Regions from separate parts of the Arabidopsis thaliana genome. Here region 1 is linked to region 2. The links are chromatin contacts, called in public ChIA-PET maps. All regions are on one chromosome and are shown on one strand. The core of a region is the stretch at or near the end of the contact, and the rest is flanking DNA. Distances in the headings are between cores, read along the strand shown.

Region 1 (3,040 bases), core at 438-2,937, 34 kb before region 2:
ATCTCGGAATGCTGGATATACACAAATCTGAATCCTTTATCTGATGAAGCCGCAAAAAGGCTTCAGCTTTACAAGCTACAAGCTGCACAAGATCAAACCTCATTGTTTAAAAGATAAAGTCTTTTCGCTGATAATTCAACCACAAAAGAGGCAATCAATGCCACTTTTTGATCTCTAACCTGAGGAGAAGAATCAGCTCCATTTGCAATGGCTGCATCGATTTCGCTAATCACCGTTCTCCAATCACCGATCTTTCGAGCCTCCGTACACAGTCTGAGATGCTTCTCAAGCGTCTGCAACCTCTGCAAATCAGCTTGATCGGGACATTGTCCGGAAACACAAAGATGACGTCTCGCATTCTCAGCTTCTCCCAATCTAAAACCAAACCAATCAAATACTAATCCTTTTTCAATCAAAACTTTTTAAAGGATAGAATTTTTTTTACCTTAGATAAAGAGAAGCGAGTCTCTGATGAGCTCTAGCGTAAGAAGGATCACATCTCACAGCTTCAAGGCATTCTTTAACTGCTTCTTCTAACCTCCCTGACGCAGCCAACGCTGCCGCACGATTGCTTCTATAAGCTGGATTTTCCGGTGACAATGAGATAGCTCTGTCGTAAAGAGCCAATGCCTCGGCGTAATTCCCTTTCCTATACATTACGTTACCTGCCTTCTTCACCTCCTCTGAGTCACTCATTTCCGCCGCCGCTTTCGTCGCGTGACTCACCTTTCCGCCGGTGCGGATGATGTTTCCGTGGCCGTAGTTGGCCGTGCCTGTGCATAGAGTCTCGGGTCTAACGGAGGCTCGTGTAGCCATTCCGGTTTTTAAGATCCTTCCCGATGGACAAATGTTTCCGGTAGGTAAAACGCCGGGGTTCGGCGAAGTAGCCCCGCTTCCTCCGCCGCGAGAACTGTTATTGTTATTGTTCACCGGAGAGAACCCCAAACCGGAATAAATCAACGGCGTTCCAGCGGAAGCGGATCTTCTGTGACCCGGTTTCAAATTCCGGTTCACGGATCCGGGTTTAACCGGACTGGTCTGGCTTAAACCGGAAAGCTCGCCGGAGTGACTCCGTCTAGCAAACTGAGAAGTGACAGCGGGTTTTCCGGAAGCAGAACCAGAGGAGCTTGAACTGCTGCCACTAGCGGCGGGAGTGGCAGCGGCGGAGGAGGAGCCACGAGGCCTCAACGGAGAACCAAAATCGAGTTCTCGGAAATCTGGTTTGTTGATGACGTCATCGTCTCGTTGGAAACTCAAAGAATCACGGAATTTACTGGTAATGGAAGGTTCTAGCGAATGTCTTCTATAATGTGACATCTTCTCGAAACCAAAGCCTCAGAATCAATAAACACAGAGAATCAAGAAGAAGAATTGGTGAAGAGAGAGAAGAGAGATTGTTGTGATATATATAAAAAGGAAGCAGAAGAATGAGAATGAAGATGTTGAAATCAAAAATAATTTTAGATTACCGTTAAAAAAATATTATTAGTTTAAGTAAAACGACTAATTGTCAGATTAAGACATTGATCTTTCTTAGTGTTCATCACGAGCTTCTCTTATCTTCCCCGACTTCCGTGTGTTTCACGGCTGCTTGTCTGCTAAAAATTCGGTAATTTTATGCAAAATTTTTATTAAAAAAAATATAATCATTTTAGATATCATGTACTATAGAGACTGACTGTGTCTGTGTCTGTATGTAATGGTTGACTTTAGAGTTTGTTTATGTTTGAACAGAATCTAGATTGAAACTTGTATTTGCCGACCACAAAAAAATCCGGAATTCATAAAAGTCAAAATAAAATGTTATCTTGAATTTTTTTTTTGCGGTAAATACGAGATCTTACATGTTTATGAAGCACAGTCAGGAAAGAAAAAGGAAAAAAAAAACTCAGAAGTGTCTTCTTCTTGTTGTTGTATCTAGGTTCAAACAATTACTATGCAACCATATAATATGTTCGGTGTAAATACTACATAAGGACAACTTCCATTAAGAATCACTCTTTTTTTTCTTTTCTTTTTGTGAAAGCAAATGATGGAAAACGAATCAAATTATGTAACGCATAGAAAATAAATGGATCGTCATATGTATTTATTACAAAATTTTAAATTAATACTGTTGTAATGTGTAATGAGTATATGCAGCTTGAAACGAAAATGCCACCTCGGATTTTGACCCCTCGTATTAGAGTCAGAGACCTCAAAAGGGTAAAGTCAACTTTTAGGCCATAAAATAAATTTGGATTTTGAAGTTTGCGTGTGTTTTTTTTCCCACTACATACGACTATCAATTTATGTGCTCATAGAAATTATTATATATATATACACTTACATTGATCTAAGTTAAAAATTATATTCGTTTGCACATGAAAATGGGAAAATACAACATATTTTTATATGTAGAGTAGGGCAAAAGAACAGAAAAGAAAAGCAGAAAAATAGGGAAAATAAAGCAAAAGAGAAGTGAAGGCTCATTTACTGATGCATAGCTGGCATTTCACTCGAAAAAGCCTGCTAATTTTTATCTTCTTTCTTGGATTAATAACACAAATATTCATTTATCAAAATTTAATCAGTGTTCTGATATATTTACCATTTCTATATATACTCTATGGTTCCGTAGCTTACTAAAATAAATGGATGTAGAACGAAGAAAACAGAAATATTAGGAAAGCGCTATATAGGGGTAAAATAGTAAATATAGGACGACGCTGGCCACGTGCGAGAGTGACCATGCCAGCTGTTTCGCTACAGTTGCCAGCTAAGCACGCCGAATAAACATTTTAACGGAACCGGACGGAATATTATGAAAGCGGTCCCCCAATCCCGCCGAACCGACGATATGGGCAATTTCTCCATACCGGACGGTCCGTGACATGATTGTCTCCAAATTTTGGATCAATCGAACCGGCTTTTTTCAAACCTTGACCCAAAATAGCAAGTATAATAAATAGAAATATCAAGTACATTATTCATAAGAAATAGAAAATAAAAATTTGGTCCCCGACTAAAAAAAAAAAAATCATTGACCGAGAGACACCTT
Region 2 (3,177 bases), core at 251-2,750:
TCTTTATGAACAATCAAAAAACGAAGAATGATATTATCCAACAATGTTGTGGATTATCTATCACTTTGAAATAACCACAGAGACTTTAACATATTTAACTTACCTAGTGATATTCAGTGACTCTAAGTCTGGATAACTTTCAGCTACTAGTTGCATACTTTTGTCCGTTAGGCTCTGCATCAATTGGTGCACATTCAAATCAAAATTCGCATCCATTACAAACAGAGAACATAGAAGAGAAAGGGTGTCCATGTGTGTTAAACATTGCCATAATTATCGCCACCCATCAGGAGTAAGACTCCAAAAATGTAGATTAAGATACCTTGCAGCCACTTAAGTTCAAATCAGTGATATGTCTGCAATTCTTCACTAGATTTCTAATGCCAGCATCGGTCACCCTGTGAAATAAACCAAAGCATTAGGCTCGTCTGAGGAGATAAAATCAAGAAGTGTGATACAAATGAGTAAGACAGAATCTCACCTTACGTTCCAGTAGATAGAGAAAACTTTTAACTTTGGACATATGCTAGTTATAGCTTCGATTCCATTGTCTGATATCTTTTGGCACACGTTCAGATTCAACCATTCTAGACTCAAAAGAGCATCCGGGCACTAAAATGTTCATAAATCAGCCAGTACATTATTGTAAGAAATCGATCCACAAAGTCAAACAAAGTCAAATATTCTTGAATTCGACGAATATTCAGAAAACATAAAAGCCATATGTAATTACTAATAACTGGTAGAATCTACAAAACATTTACCTCGGTTTTCACAAGTTTAAGATGACTGTCCACAACACCCTGGGCAAATTCAAGATTGATATGCTTCACTTGTCGATATCTTGGCTACACGATTTGAAAGCATGATGAGTGACTTCTGCTCAAACTTTCCAAACACTCACAACAAGTTGAATTCAAGCACAGTCCAGTATCAAAGTATCAAACTTTTTTATATTGTAAACTAACCAAGGACAGAGCAGCTAAAAGCCGATCCCCTGCATTGGTCATCTCGCGCAAATTGATGGTCTGAAAGGGAACAATCAACACTTTGAATCAGATAAGTATAATTTTTTTGAAAACTTGGAAAGACTTAAAAGAAGTCAAAGTTTAGTTACCAGCCAGATTGAAGGATAGGAGATGAGGGTGCGATAAAGCCATGGGCTAACCAGAAGTAGAGAAATTAGATCTGTCTGAGGCAATCTCGTACTCACTAATCTCATAACGCTTGTTACTATCTCTCTCCTCCACGTCTCTTCTTCCTCTTCTGTCACTTTCTTCGCTTCCATAGTTTTCAATCCAAGCTTTTCCAATTTCCTCTACCAATCAGCCTCAGGACTAGAGTCTAGGTCTCTAGGAGCTCGAAATATCAAAAGCGTGAACCTTTAAACGAGCCTAGTCTTCCCGAGTCGCACGAATCGAGTCTAGACGCGTTGGAACTTATTTTTGCAAATTTGGCTGTGTACCGCAGATAAAAAGAAGTTCCAAGTTTTTAGGTTCTGTCTGCAAAAACATATCGCGAACCAACTTAAAAGGCTTACTTTGACTGTAGCCTGTGGGCCTAGAGTTAGAAGTCGAAAAATCTCGCTTTTAGATTCGTTCAGGCATTTCGTCGAGCACCTTCTCTGCATTACTCTCCCCTACTTCTCTCTATTCATTCTTTCAATGATAAGTCCTAACTAAACTCCGAGAGAACACTAAACCCTAAACCCATTTTGCACTCTCAATTACAGATCATCCACATTTCGCGCTTTCGTCAAATCTCTTTAGATGTTCGTCAAATCACAAAGCTTTCTCTTTTCGGTGAGTAAGCTGTTTCACCAGCATCAACAATGGCGAGGAATGGGTGCAATGACAAAGGTGAGACTGAAGTGGGTGAAGAACAAGAACCTGGATCACGTCATTGATACTGAGACCGATCTCAAAGCAGCTTGTATCCTCAAAGACGCCATAAAGCGATCTCCCACTGGTTTCCTCACCGCAAAATCCGTCGCCGATTGGCAAAAACTCCTTGGTCTCACCGTCCCTGTTCTCCGCTTCTTGCGCAGGTATCACAATCAGAGAAAATTTCAATTGTTACTGGAACAAACGGTTTAGAAAGAAATCAATTTTGTAAGAATGGTAATGAAAGTCTTGACATTTTTGCAGGTATCCGACTCTGTTTCACGAATTTCCTCATGCTCGTTACGCAAGCTTACCATGTTTCAAGCTAACGGACACAGCACTAATGCTTGACTCACAAGAAGAGATTATTCATCAAAGCCACGAGGCTGATACAGTGGAGAGACTCTGTAGAGTTCTGATGATGATGAGATCAAAAACTGTCTCTCTTAGATCACTACATTCTCTCAAATTCGATCTCGGTTTACCCGATAACTACGAAAAGACGCTAGTCATGAAATACCCTGATCATTTCTGCTTCGTCAAGGCTTCTAATGGTAACCCGTGTTTAAAGCTTGTAAAATGGCGTGATGAGTTCGCATTCTCGGCGCTGCAGAAGCGAAACGAGGACAATGATGTTTCCGGGGAGGAGTCTAGATACCGCGAGTTCAAGAGAGGTCAGTCTACGTTGACTTTTCCTATGAGTTTCCCTAGAGGATATGGAGCACAGAAGAAGGTCAAAGCATGGATGGATGAGTTTCAAAAACTTCCCTACATATCTCCTTACGATGACCCGAGTAACATTGATCCGGAAAGCGATCTCATGGAGAAACGAGCTGTGGCTGTTTTGCACGAGCTCTTGAGCTTGACTATCCACAAGAAAACCAAGAGGAACTACTTGAGAAGCATGAGAGCGGAGCTCAACATTCCGCACAAGTTCACTCGTCTATTCACGCGATACCCCGGCATTTTCTACCTCTCATTGAAGTGTAAGACAACAACTGTGATCCTCAAAGAAGGGTATCGCCGAGGAAAACTAGTGGATCCGCATCCTCTCACTCGTCTTCGAGATAAGTTTTATCATGTGATGAGAACAGGGTTTCTTTATCGGGCGAGAGGGCTAGGCATGGTCTCTAAAGAGGAACTTTTGCTTGATAGGCCAGAGGATGACCTTGAGGAAGAAGGCTCTGAAGAAGAAGAGATTGTGGAAGGAAGTGAGCTTGAAGAAGATTCTGAAGCTGAATAGCAATAGTTGTTGAATCTAATTGTTGTATGTTAATTCACACAGAGCAACAAT

What was found. ChIA-PET counts read pairs in DNA pulled down with a chosen protein or histone mark.
Region 1: a contact with region 2 is called in an H3K4me3 ChIA-PET map of shoot, with 11 read pairs. The contact joins the promoter of TTL4 here to the promoter of AT3G58530 in region 2. A contact is called at or near these places in 3 of 26 Hi-C or Micro-C datasets (callus, rosette leaf and seed embryo) and 1 of 2 datasets of contacts at active chromatin or transcription factors (shoot).

Annotation. Positions count from the first base shown.
Region 1 is chr3:21,678,674-21,681,713 of TAIR10.1, reverse strand. It overlaps TTL4 (tetratricopetide-repeat thioredoxin-like 4), which reads right to left and starts at 1,687. Exons shown (of 7, transcript NM_115724.4): 1 at 446-1,687; 2 at 180-375; 3 at 1-82. The coding sequence starts at 1,317.
Region 2 is chr3:21,643,870-21,647,046 of TAIR10.1, reverse strand. It overlaps AT3G58530 (RNI-like superfamily protein), which reads right to left and starts at 1,500. Exons shown (of 12, transcript NM_115715.2): 1 at 1,118-1,500; 2 at 969-1,028; 3 at 765-848; 4 at 482-612; 5 at 323-398; 6 at 104-174. The coding sequence starts at 1,288. It overlaps AT3G58520 (Ubiquitin carboxyl-terminal hydrolase family protein), which reads left to right and starts at 1,499. Exons shown (of 2, transcript NM_115714.4): 1 at 1,499-2,047; 2 at 2,148-3,177. The coding sequence starts at 1,770. The coding sequence ends at 3,126.